2 separate regions of the Anas platyrhynchos genome follow, and region 2 is linked to region 1. Evidence: chromatin contacts called from public Hi-C data. All regions are on one chromosome and are shown on one strand. The core of a region is the stretch at or near the end of the contact, and the rest is flanking DNA. Distances in the headings are between cores, read along the strand shown. Region 1 overlaps DGCR2 (DiGeorge syndrome critical region gene 2). Region 2 holds the start of TSSK2 (testis specific serine kinase 2).

What was found. A called contact is a pair of places that touch in the nucleus more often than the background predicts.
Region 2: a contact with region 1 is called in a Hi-C map of skeletal muscle, with 2.0 times the contacts expected there. The contact joins the promoter of TSSK2 here to the enhancer-like site in region 1. A contact is called at or near these places in 4 of 8 Hi-C or Micro-C datasets (F1 follicle, liver, skeletal muscle and 1 more).

Annotation. Positions count from the first base shown.
Region 1 is chr16:9,501,791-9,506,810 of IASCAAS_PekinDuck_T2T, forward strand. It overlaps DGCR2 (DiGeorge syndrome critical region gene 2), which reads right to left. Exons shown (of 10, transcript XM_072024527.1): 3 at 2,698-2,825; 4 at 314-531. Among named protein-coding and RNA genes, the nearest start is that of DGCR2, 30 kb to the right of the region's middle. Within about 2 kb of position 1,966, at least 1 of the 8 cell types and tissues checked has an H3K27ac peak or open chromatin away from gene starts, as enhancers often do.
Region 2 is chr16:9,535,300-9,540,319 of IASCAAS_PekinDuck_T2T, forward strand. TSSK2 (testis specific serine kinase 2) reads left to right here and starts at 2,776. Exons shown (of 1, transcript XM_021273502.4): 1 at 2,776-3,874. The coding sequence starts at 2,776. The coding sequence ends at 3,744. It overlaps ESS2 (ess-2 splicing factor homolog), which reads right to left. Exons shown (of 10, transcript XM_027470253.3): 10 at 180-4,990. The coding sequence ends at 4,705.

The sequences.
Region 1 (5,020 bases), core at 716-3,215:
AATATTTCTATACAACGTAGTGCTGCAGTAAGTCAGTGTAAAATTCATCTTCCCTGTTGGAGTTCAAGAATACTACTATGCTGCTGAGACAACCTGAAAATAAAGACTACATTAAATTGTAGCCTGTTAATTTAGTAATGTTAATTAAAACAGAAAATACAGAGATGGCTGCTCTTAAACGCTTTCACAAGGTTATCAGCCTGTAGTCAATTTTACCACTAGATTTTATAGGCAAACTGAACTACCAGCAACTATACTGTGCAGAAACCATTCTCATGTAATGGGGGAGATCTGTCCTTTACTTCCTACTCACCTACGTTGGTCCTTCCTTACAAATGTCTTTTCTTCCAAGTCCCACTCCTGTGCCAGGATAAATCGTAGCTCCTGGTCTGCAGTGAAGGTTGCGAGGGATCCATTCACCCGCTGACATGTCTGCACGGCGTCCCAGTAGTTCTCCCCGTTTAAATACACTCTGTAACAGCTAGCTGTGCCCTCGTAGTGGTGCCACCCTGTTGGGCACTTTCCTAGGAAACATGAAGAATAGAAGGGAAACCATTCCCCCCAAATTAGGATCTTCCAGGTAACACGTCCTAATCAGCTTATGACAATGCAATGTGTAATCACTTGGATGCATGTACACAACACACCACGTGTAATTTACCTCACCAGTAGGAGATGCATGCATTACAGATCACAGGAGACTTCCTTTACTAGTGCTTTTGACAAAGGATTTTCTTTTAATGCACTGAAAAACTCTTAGTGATGTTTCCCTGCACTGTGACAGCCTTTAAATTCTTTAATTAAGACTGATGATCTACAGTGGAAGGTTTTCCCTGAACAGCTTTATAAATCCAATCAGTTGGATCAATGCTAGTCACAACAAGCTGCAAGAAGCAGGAAGGATAAACCAGAGGTGGCCAACATAACGATCACATCTTTCTATTAGGTGGTTAGCAGTATGCCCAACTTACTCTGAGGATTTCAACCTTATTTTACAAACAAGCTCAGTAGTATTCACATGGTGAGTGCATGGTCACTCACTAAAGGTGATGGGATGGGGGTTTTGGGGCAATGGTGGTTTGCTCTAGAAAAATGTCACTGCACAGAACATCCTTAGAAATTAGGCAGGTGATGGTATGAACTGTAGTCTCTGCTTTCTCAATTAACTAAATTGAAGAAATACACAAAAAAAATCCTCGAGGCATTTCTGGATGAAACAGACCCAAGGGCTTTTGATGACTGACATTCTTGGAGGTGATACGTAACTAATAGAAACAGACGTGAAATATGATTTTAACTCCTGCATTTGCAGAATTAATTTTGCATGACACCTAAGAAAGTAACTTTAAATTCATAAACTGTTTTATGTTTGTTGCAAGCATTCAAAGAGATCTTGTTCTCAAGACTAGGAACTCCCTTCAGAAACAGTGATCTTTACCATAAAATAGTGACACATTTACATTTGAATTCCTTTAGATATCTTCCTTAGGTCTACTGGTCACATCACTGGGATGGGACAGAATACAACATGAGTATTATAGATATTGCTGAATCAATTTCTAAGTTGTTTTATTGTCCTCTACAAATTTGTTTAACAAGTTAGCTACTGCAGTAAATACCGGAATCAAAGTACCTATTTTAATAAGCCCCCTCCCCCCTCCCAGAAAAGAGGTAATTTTTTACTTGTGCTAATCACTTGACTTTTTCAGACTCCTGCCATATCTTCTCTGCATGTCCCCTTCCTAGTGTGCCCCATCCCTCCCTCCAAGCATGATCAGTGCTGTCTCATTCCCAAATCACTGGATGATCCAAGGAGCAAAAAAGAAGAAGACCAGAAAGAGGCAGCAAGGGAGACTGATGCATTGGACCTAAAGAAATTCAAAGGCAGCAGTCACTATGAGCTACAATCAGTAAGAAGGACAGTTACGGAACATTTATAAATTTAGATAAGGCTTGTACCAGGATGCAGAAAGCATCGCCAGCAGTGATTCAGGTAAAAGGGCAGGATGATATTGGAGTGGTATTTTTGAAGGTTCCCAACTAACACTCGGAAGTAACAAGGAAAAAAACATTCAGGTCCTACACTCTTCCTTGATAGTTCCTTCATAGACTTTTTCCTTCAGAGAAGCAAGAAGGAAAGAATTTCCCTAAGTTCCCCACTTCCTAAAGAACATTATTCCTTCTTAAAAAGGGTACAAAACTCACAACATCAGATATGTACTTAGTTTACTAAGGATACTGCAACTTCTTCTAAGATCATCTTCTAAATGACTTAAATCAAAAGCAATCAATTTTGTTTTTCCCTACTTTCCAGGGGAAAACTGCAAACTCACATCAAGAGACAGATGACAGATTATCATGCCTGCTGAAGGATGAAACCATCACTTAACTCATCACAATTACAGAAAACCAGGCCCACAGTTCATAAATGAAAAACACAATTTCAGTTGCACAAAAGTAGTGTTACAAAGGAAGCTGGATTCTTCATATGTATCAGCCTGCTATATAAACTGTGCAACACCACAGCACACACATAAAGGAAGTGTGCAAAAACCTTCAGGAGTACTTCATTTAAGCAAAGACTGGTCTAAAAGCCACGCAAGAGAAAATCTATTAATTTCTCCTTAAGAGAACAATTAATCTAAATTGCTAAGCTAATTAGTAGAAAGATAGGCCAGATTTCCCAGGCTGCAACTTACTGCTAAATCGGACAGGCTGTGCCACATTGACAGTGTGAAAGCGGGTCGTCTCTCCTCCCCTCCCTCGATTATGCCTGGCGTCCACATTCTCCTTCCCATGGTAAGTTCGCTGGTCCCCTGTCAAGCCTGAAGAGAAGGAATAGTCAGTACCAGTGAAAAATGCAGGAAAAAGCAGATTTGATTTTACTAAACTGTCTACGGGCTTTAATTCAATACAAATATATGATACATAATACAGGCAGGTAAATTAAGACGGCCAGGCTGTTACTGCCAGGATCTACCATTTTACATGGCTCATAACAAAAATAATTGCAGTTGAAAAGAACCAACAAGCCATTACATGAATCTTGCAAAGTAAGATAAATATTTTGGCAGATTTTCAACAACTGCAGTTGTGCACAGAACCTGATACTTGTCATTTCAGTTGCTGCAGCAAATGCATCATTCCCAGTGCATTTTGTCTGTTCTTGTTTACAGAACTACCCACTCTCCAGCTGCTCAGTTTCTCAGTTGTGTGTTCAAAGATACAAGACAACTTCTCCAATATGTTTTCCAACGCATTCTCTGAGATCTAGGGCAAAATCAAAACCAGGAAAGAAAGTCCATCCTTGGCCAGAAGAATTGGGCTTTTCATTCCTTCTCAGGCTTTCTAAAGGAAACGTTTGCTCATTATTTCTGAAACAAAAAACACACACACCCTAATCTGGGTGTCGGGGCTTCTGAATGGATGCATGAGATAAATGGATTCAAGAGGTTATGAAAACACAATGCAGAATGTAATCCGCAAAAGGGGCACAGGTTAGGTGCAGACACTGCCAGCAAAACTATAAGCAGTAAGGCTAGAAGGATAGTGGGCAGAAACCCTTGAGAAAAGGCAGATGAATACCAGAGTTCCATCTGGAAACAAGGAATTAACCTAAAATCAGAAAAAAAGAACCCAACAATGCAAGCATTAGAAATACCTACTTGTATGTCATGTAATACCGCCAGCTGGTATTTGAGCTAATAGACTTGCACAGCACAAAGAGCTACATAGGCATATATTTCTGTATATAAAAAAAATCAGCTTATTTCCCTTTAAAGCTGATTAGCTCTATTTACACTAGCTAAACCAAATACACCAGCCATGGTCCAAAATAGAGAGCAGCTACATAGACTTCTTCAACAGCTTTAATTACATCTGTTTGAAATATATTCAAAATGATGTGAATCAAGCTTTCTCCACTAACTTGAAAAAAATCAAGACATCCAGAGCAATTTCACGATCATTTAAACCCTCAGCTGGAGGCTGCCTGGGGTGTTACCTGGGGGAAAGGCCTCCAGAAGACCCTCCATCAAACAAGGTGCTCCTTGGGACCAACTGCACCAATGACCAAAACCAAAAAATCTCAAGGAGCAGCCTAGGAACAGCAGAGTAGCTCTGCATTCAAGTGGCTCTAGCATACTGAGTTTGCCCCAAGTTAATGGAATGAGCAAGGATATTTAATTACCAGGTCACCCTAGGAATTACGTGCCTATAGAGATCACCCATTAAAAACTGGCTCTGTGTGATACACTCACATGGCCTCACAGGAACGAGGCAGTAATTCCAATATTCCAAATTAGAATGCGCTACGTATCACAGGAAAGAAGGTAGTGCCAAGAAATTCAGTGAGCGTACATTTCAAAGGACACAAAATGGTAAAATAATTTGACAATGAAGATCATGGATTATTTTCATTCCTTTAAAGGCCAAACTATTTTTAGTTTTAGAATTTGCCTGCAGTTAATCCTAATGTTGCAGTAGCATTATTTACACTATGATCATCAGAGTGATACTAATACATTAAAAAAGCAAATCTTTAATTAGTGTTATTTTTTAAAGTCTTAATATCATTAATGTAGAATACTTTATCAGAGATGAACTGAGTTCAGCACCGGGAAGCCCTATTTTCCCATGGCATTAAATGGTAACATCTAAAGAGAAAGAACCAGTTGGAACCAAACAGAAGAAGAATTAGTTCCCTTGGAGAAGTGAGAGCAGATGCAGCACCATATGGCTGACCCTCCACGGCTAAACAGAACGCCCACGAGTACTTAACAATTTAACTCCCCTGGGAATAAAAGAGAAGTTCGCGGGTTTTAATACGCAAGGGTTAAGAACGGGTTACTCACGCTAACATCAAATTGACAGAATTTATACCAAATGCTTTGAGAAAAAGCTACACGGATCGCACAAAGGCAGCTTGCCCAGTCACCACCCGAAGCAGGACATCCCCTCCTTCCTTCCCCGGCGTCAGCAGCCCTGCCACCAAAACACGCAGGACTCGAGAGGCAAAAAG
Region 2 (5,020 bases), core at 1,526-4,025, 34 kb after region 1:
CCCCAGCTCCACGGGGGCCACCGCGATTCCTTGCAGGCCAGCGCTGGCCCCTTGCAGCGTCGCTCACTGCCGACAGCCTCCGTAGCTCCGCAAGTGCTCTGCCTCTTACTGCGGCCGAGGGAGGAAGCGTGCTTGGGCCTCGCTTGTAAAAAGAAAAATAATGCTCAGAAAGTAAGAAGTCATCAACAACAAGCTGGTTTTTTCGCTTTTGATTTGGCCATGTAAAGCACGTTATCTGCTAGTGCTACAGTACCAAAAAAATCTGGCAACAAAGAGCCCACTGATTCCTTAATTACAGATAACAGGGTGCTCAAGGCTGCAGCAGGAAGCGGAGACAAGGCATCAAAGCAAGTGTTACAGGAATAGCCCATCTGAAGAGCACTCCATAACCTTCAAGAGATCCAGTTTTATAGCATTTCACTGAAAATAAATTATAGTTCCAGCAAATACATGAAGGCCCTTCAATCTGGCAGAATCAAGACTAGGATGTTAGTGAGGTTGTGTAGGTTAATTCACTCCAGGGATGACAGAACCAACACTGTCCCGCAAGATATTTGCTGCAGTCTGCTTTTAAGCATGAATTGCACGATACGAAACCAACACTTCCCAGATTCCCCATTTGTCTACATGTTACTCTGTGAGCTGGCCACATCCTGGTATGAGCACAACTAGCCTGAAATACTAGGAAGCGTTCAGCCAAGGCCCTTCTGAGCAAAGAAATGCTTCTGTGTGTGAGCATCATCTGTTAACTAGGGACACTGATTGTCAGAACACTGTGAAATAAATGAATAGAAATGTTACCTAAAAACTTCATCATTATTTACCCAGTTCGGTCCTCAAGGGCCACTGAAAACATGGACACATTGGTAAACAGACGAACTTTGCGTTCATTTATGAACATCTGAGAATAGTTTTTGTTTGTTTACCTGAAGAACAACTCAGCCCTCAGTTATTTCCAAATTAAAGAAACCCAAAACTCTTCATTTCATGCAGCCACAAACCCAGAAATGCCGGATTGATCAGTTCCTTTTCACAAGGTGCACTATAAGAACTCTATTCACTTGGAAGAGTTTCCTGTTCAGGGACGTGAGTTTTGGAAGCGGCAGCGGAAACCACGCGAGAGGAAGCTCTCCACCAGGACAAGCAAGGCAAACATCCCGGGCCTTACACAGGTCTGCAGGCACCGCTCAAAGAGCTGCCTAAAAATTTCCACGGATGTTCCCTGGGTAAAGCGTCACCCGATTATGGCAAACGTCAAGACTGCCAAGTGTTACACAGGCTGCCCTGTACTCAGGCGTGGTGCAAGAAGGGCACACACGTGGCTACGCCTGCTTCCTGCTCAAAAGGTGCTCAGAGATCAGCTCTTACTGGAACACGCACAGCTCCGAATGGTTAAAACTGCTCTTCATCCTTCTGGTTAATTACAACGATTAGCCAGAAGTTTCAAAGAAAGGGAGGAAAAAGGTTTTAAAAAGCCCCAGTCTGCCTGTTGGAGTCACTGCTCCAGTTCTTCAGAATGCTGTTGGTGTCCATGCTGGGGGACCGCACGATTGTCCCTAGCCCTGTGCTGTTCCCATCGCCATCAAGTCTTTGAAGTCAGACACGTGGAAGCTGAAAAATCAAGTTCGAAAAAGCTGAAACCAACAGAAAACCCCAGAGGCTGATGACAGTGAAGCAATCAGCACGCAAAACAACAGGAATCCTCCGATGAGCTCTGAAGAAGGTGCTGTCCTGAACCTTTCTTGAGAATACCAGAAGCTGGAAGCCAGAACTTCCCAAAGAGTGAGGGTTTAAGAAAAAGCCAGATGCAAAGCCCACAAAAAGCAGCAAATCATGACCTGCGGAATGGAGGAGCTGAACGAAAACTAAGGAAATGAAGTTAAGGGATGGCACATCCCGCCCTTCCAAGCCCCAAGCAAACAAACAAAAACCCACCGCAATTCTTGAACGCAGCCATTGCAGACAAAAACCAATCCATTGTGGAATGAAAGTATTTAAGAAACTTAACAACAAGTCTTTTGTAAACTCAAGATAACCAAAAGAGTTGCTAAGACTAGATTTCACTCTGTTAAGTAAAAAATGAAACGTTCAGCAGTAGAAATATTTTAAAAGAGTTCTACTTCACTAAATTTAGTTACTTAAGACATTTTTCCAATAGCTTTATGCTTTTGGGAAGGAGCTTTTTCCTGAACATCATTATGAAAAATTCCTTCATATTACCCTGTGGAGGAGGGCAGGGAGGAGGAAGCTGGCAGACTCAAGACTGAAGAGGAGGATACCTCCCCCCCTCCCAAAATTCACCCCGTGTGATTACATTCATTTTCCTTCTAACATGCCACAGATAATTCCCCACACCAATCAAATGCGTCTACCAAATTATTTACTGCACAGCTGAGCTCCTGGTTAACACAATGTAAGATATAAAAGATTTAGGCACATTTCAGAAAAAAAAGAAAAACTTTTAAGCTGCTTCCACCCTATCAGCAAAACTAAACACAGTTTTATGAAGAAGGTGGAGCACGACCACCGTCCCTCAGACTTGCCACCACATTGTACCTCGGATGAGGTCACCCAGGGGCTGTGCAGGTCTGGAATTGCTGATCTGACCGCGGGAGCTGTCTGTGACATCACACAGCGCCCGGTGCCGGGCCGGCCGGCTGCTCGCCCGCGGTTCCAGCAGCTCGGGCAGCCACCATGGTGCGTGGCCATACCACCTGCCACCACGCATGATGCTCACCAGCACCAGCTCACACAGCTCCCCAAAGCTCTCCCACCATGGACGATGCTGCGGTGCTTGAAAGGAAAGGTTACAGCCTGAGTGCCACGTTGGGAGAGGGCTCGTACGGCAAGGTGAAGTCAGCCTACTGCAACAAGTTGAAATGCAACGTGGCCGTAAAGATAATCGACAAGAGGAAAACTCCCCAGGACTTCCTGGAGAGATTTCTGCCCAGGGAAATAGCTGCTCTGAAACGCCTGCACCACCCATCGATCATCAAAACCTATGAGATCTTTGAGACATCAAGTGGGAAAGTGTACATCATCATGGAGCTGGGGGTGAAGGGAGACCTCCTGGACTACATCAAGATCACGGGAGCCATGAAGGAGGACTTTGCTCGTTTAAAGTTCCAGCAGCTGGCTTCTGCCATCAAGCACTGCCATGACTCAGACCTTGCTCACAGGGACCTGAAATGTGAGAACATCCTTCTCGACAAAGACCTAAATGTCAAGTTGTCAGACTTCGGCTTTTCCAAACCCTTGTCTCGGGATGAAAATGGGAGAACTATTCTCAGTAAAACCTTCTGCGGGTCTGCTGCATACGCAGCCCCTGAAGTGCTGCAGGGCATTCCTTGCGACCCCAAGATTTCTGACATATGGAGCCTGGGCGTCATCCTCTATACAATGGTCTACGCATTAATGCCCTTTGATGATTCCAATGTTAGAAAAATGATCTATATTCAGAAACAACACAGGATTCCCTTCCCCAAGTCAAAATACCTGACTACAGAGTGCAAGGACCTTATTTACCACTTGCTCCAGCCCGATGTATCTCAGAGGCTGTGTATAGATGAAGTTCTGAAACACTCATGGTTGCAGACTCCAAAATCCCACATCCCAACCCCTCTGTCAGCTGCAGAAACTGGTGAGTGTTCCCAAAACCTGCATGACAAAAAGCCTGAGCACAAACAGGAAGCCAAAACCCACCCTGCAGAACAGGAAGGACAGAAGGAAAACGGGTCCTCTTAAAAATCGGTCCAACTTGTGAACTGCTGGTTTTCAACTTGAGCTTCTCTGAACCCTTTACGAAACACTCCTCGTCTTTTGCTTTACGAAGTATAGAAACACAAAATACAGTGCATCTGCTGAGCTGAACGAACACTGCTGTTTTAAAAGGCCTGTCTGATACGGTTTGCAGGGACCAGAAGTTACGGTCAAAAGCACATCAGAAAACTTTCAGGTCACAGTGCTGCTGACTGACACATTTCTCACACGTTTCTCAAGTTTCTGATTATACCAGCTGCAGAATTCAGTAAGTAACAGTGCAGGTTATTAGGATGTGTGAATTGATGTCTGGAACCGCATGCATACTTTTTTTCACAACATAACAATTCTCTTGACAGGTCCATTGAACACTCAGGAGCATCAGTCTGAACTCCACTTACATTAAACAGAAGCCCTCTAAAATTCTGGGTCATGTCTCAATATATACACGGTTATATCCTCTCTTCTGCAAAGCACAAGACCAAAGAAGTTTGACAAGCAGGAGGAAAGTCCAGTCCAACCTCTTAGGAAGGCTTACCACGTTTTATAAATAGATATATCTGTACAGAAATGTATTTAAACGCATGGCCATCTTAAAAAAAAAAAAAAGAGAAATATATCTTTAAAAAATTATCGCTGTTTTCTAAGAGACCAGACTCTTCTCTGCCACTGCAGGAAGCATCCTTACGATACAGCAGCCCTGTGTAACACATCCGTGCAGTTCAGAGGGAAGTTATACCACAGCAGGAGATATTTTGCCTCCAAAAGCACATCACAAAGCTACTTCAGCCACATAGTCTAGACCTGGTCCCAGATCTAGTAACTGCTGCTTTCTGCTCTGGCAGCTGTACCTAGATACCCCTCACTACTGATGGCTTGTGACATCCAGCTTGCAGCCAGCTAAGCACAGACAGTTCGCTGCTGCCTTGCTGATGACTGGAACATTTAGAAGAAATCAGATGCCTTCCTTCTTTTAGGAAGCTGCAGTAAATTGTCTGTGATCGATGTCGTGTCTTGAGACACTGGTGTCTGAGATACTGTCCTAGACTGTGGGGTGACTGTGGGTGTCTGAGGCCCGCTTGCAGGGGTCTTGTAACCCGGTGTTCCCGTGTGGGCTGGGGAAGGAGTATAGCTGGCTCGCAGGGCTTTGTCAGTGTATTTACTTGCAGTCCTGTTTACGAGTCGCTGCAAGGCTGGTGACATTGCTGGGCTTAGTCCTTTTGGAGTGAGGCTGGAATAGAAAAGACAGTTTTAACAGATT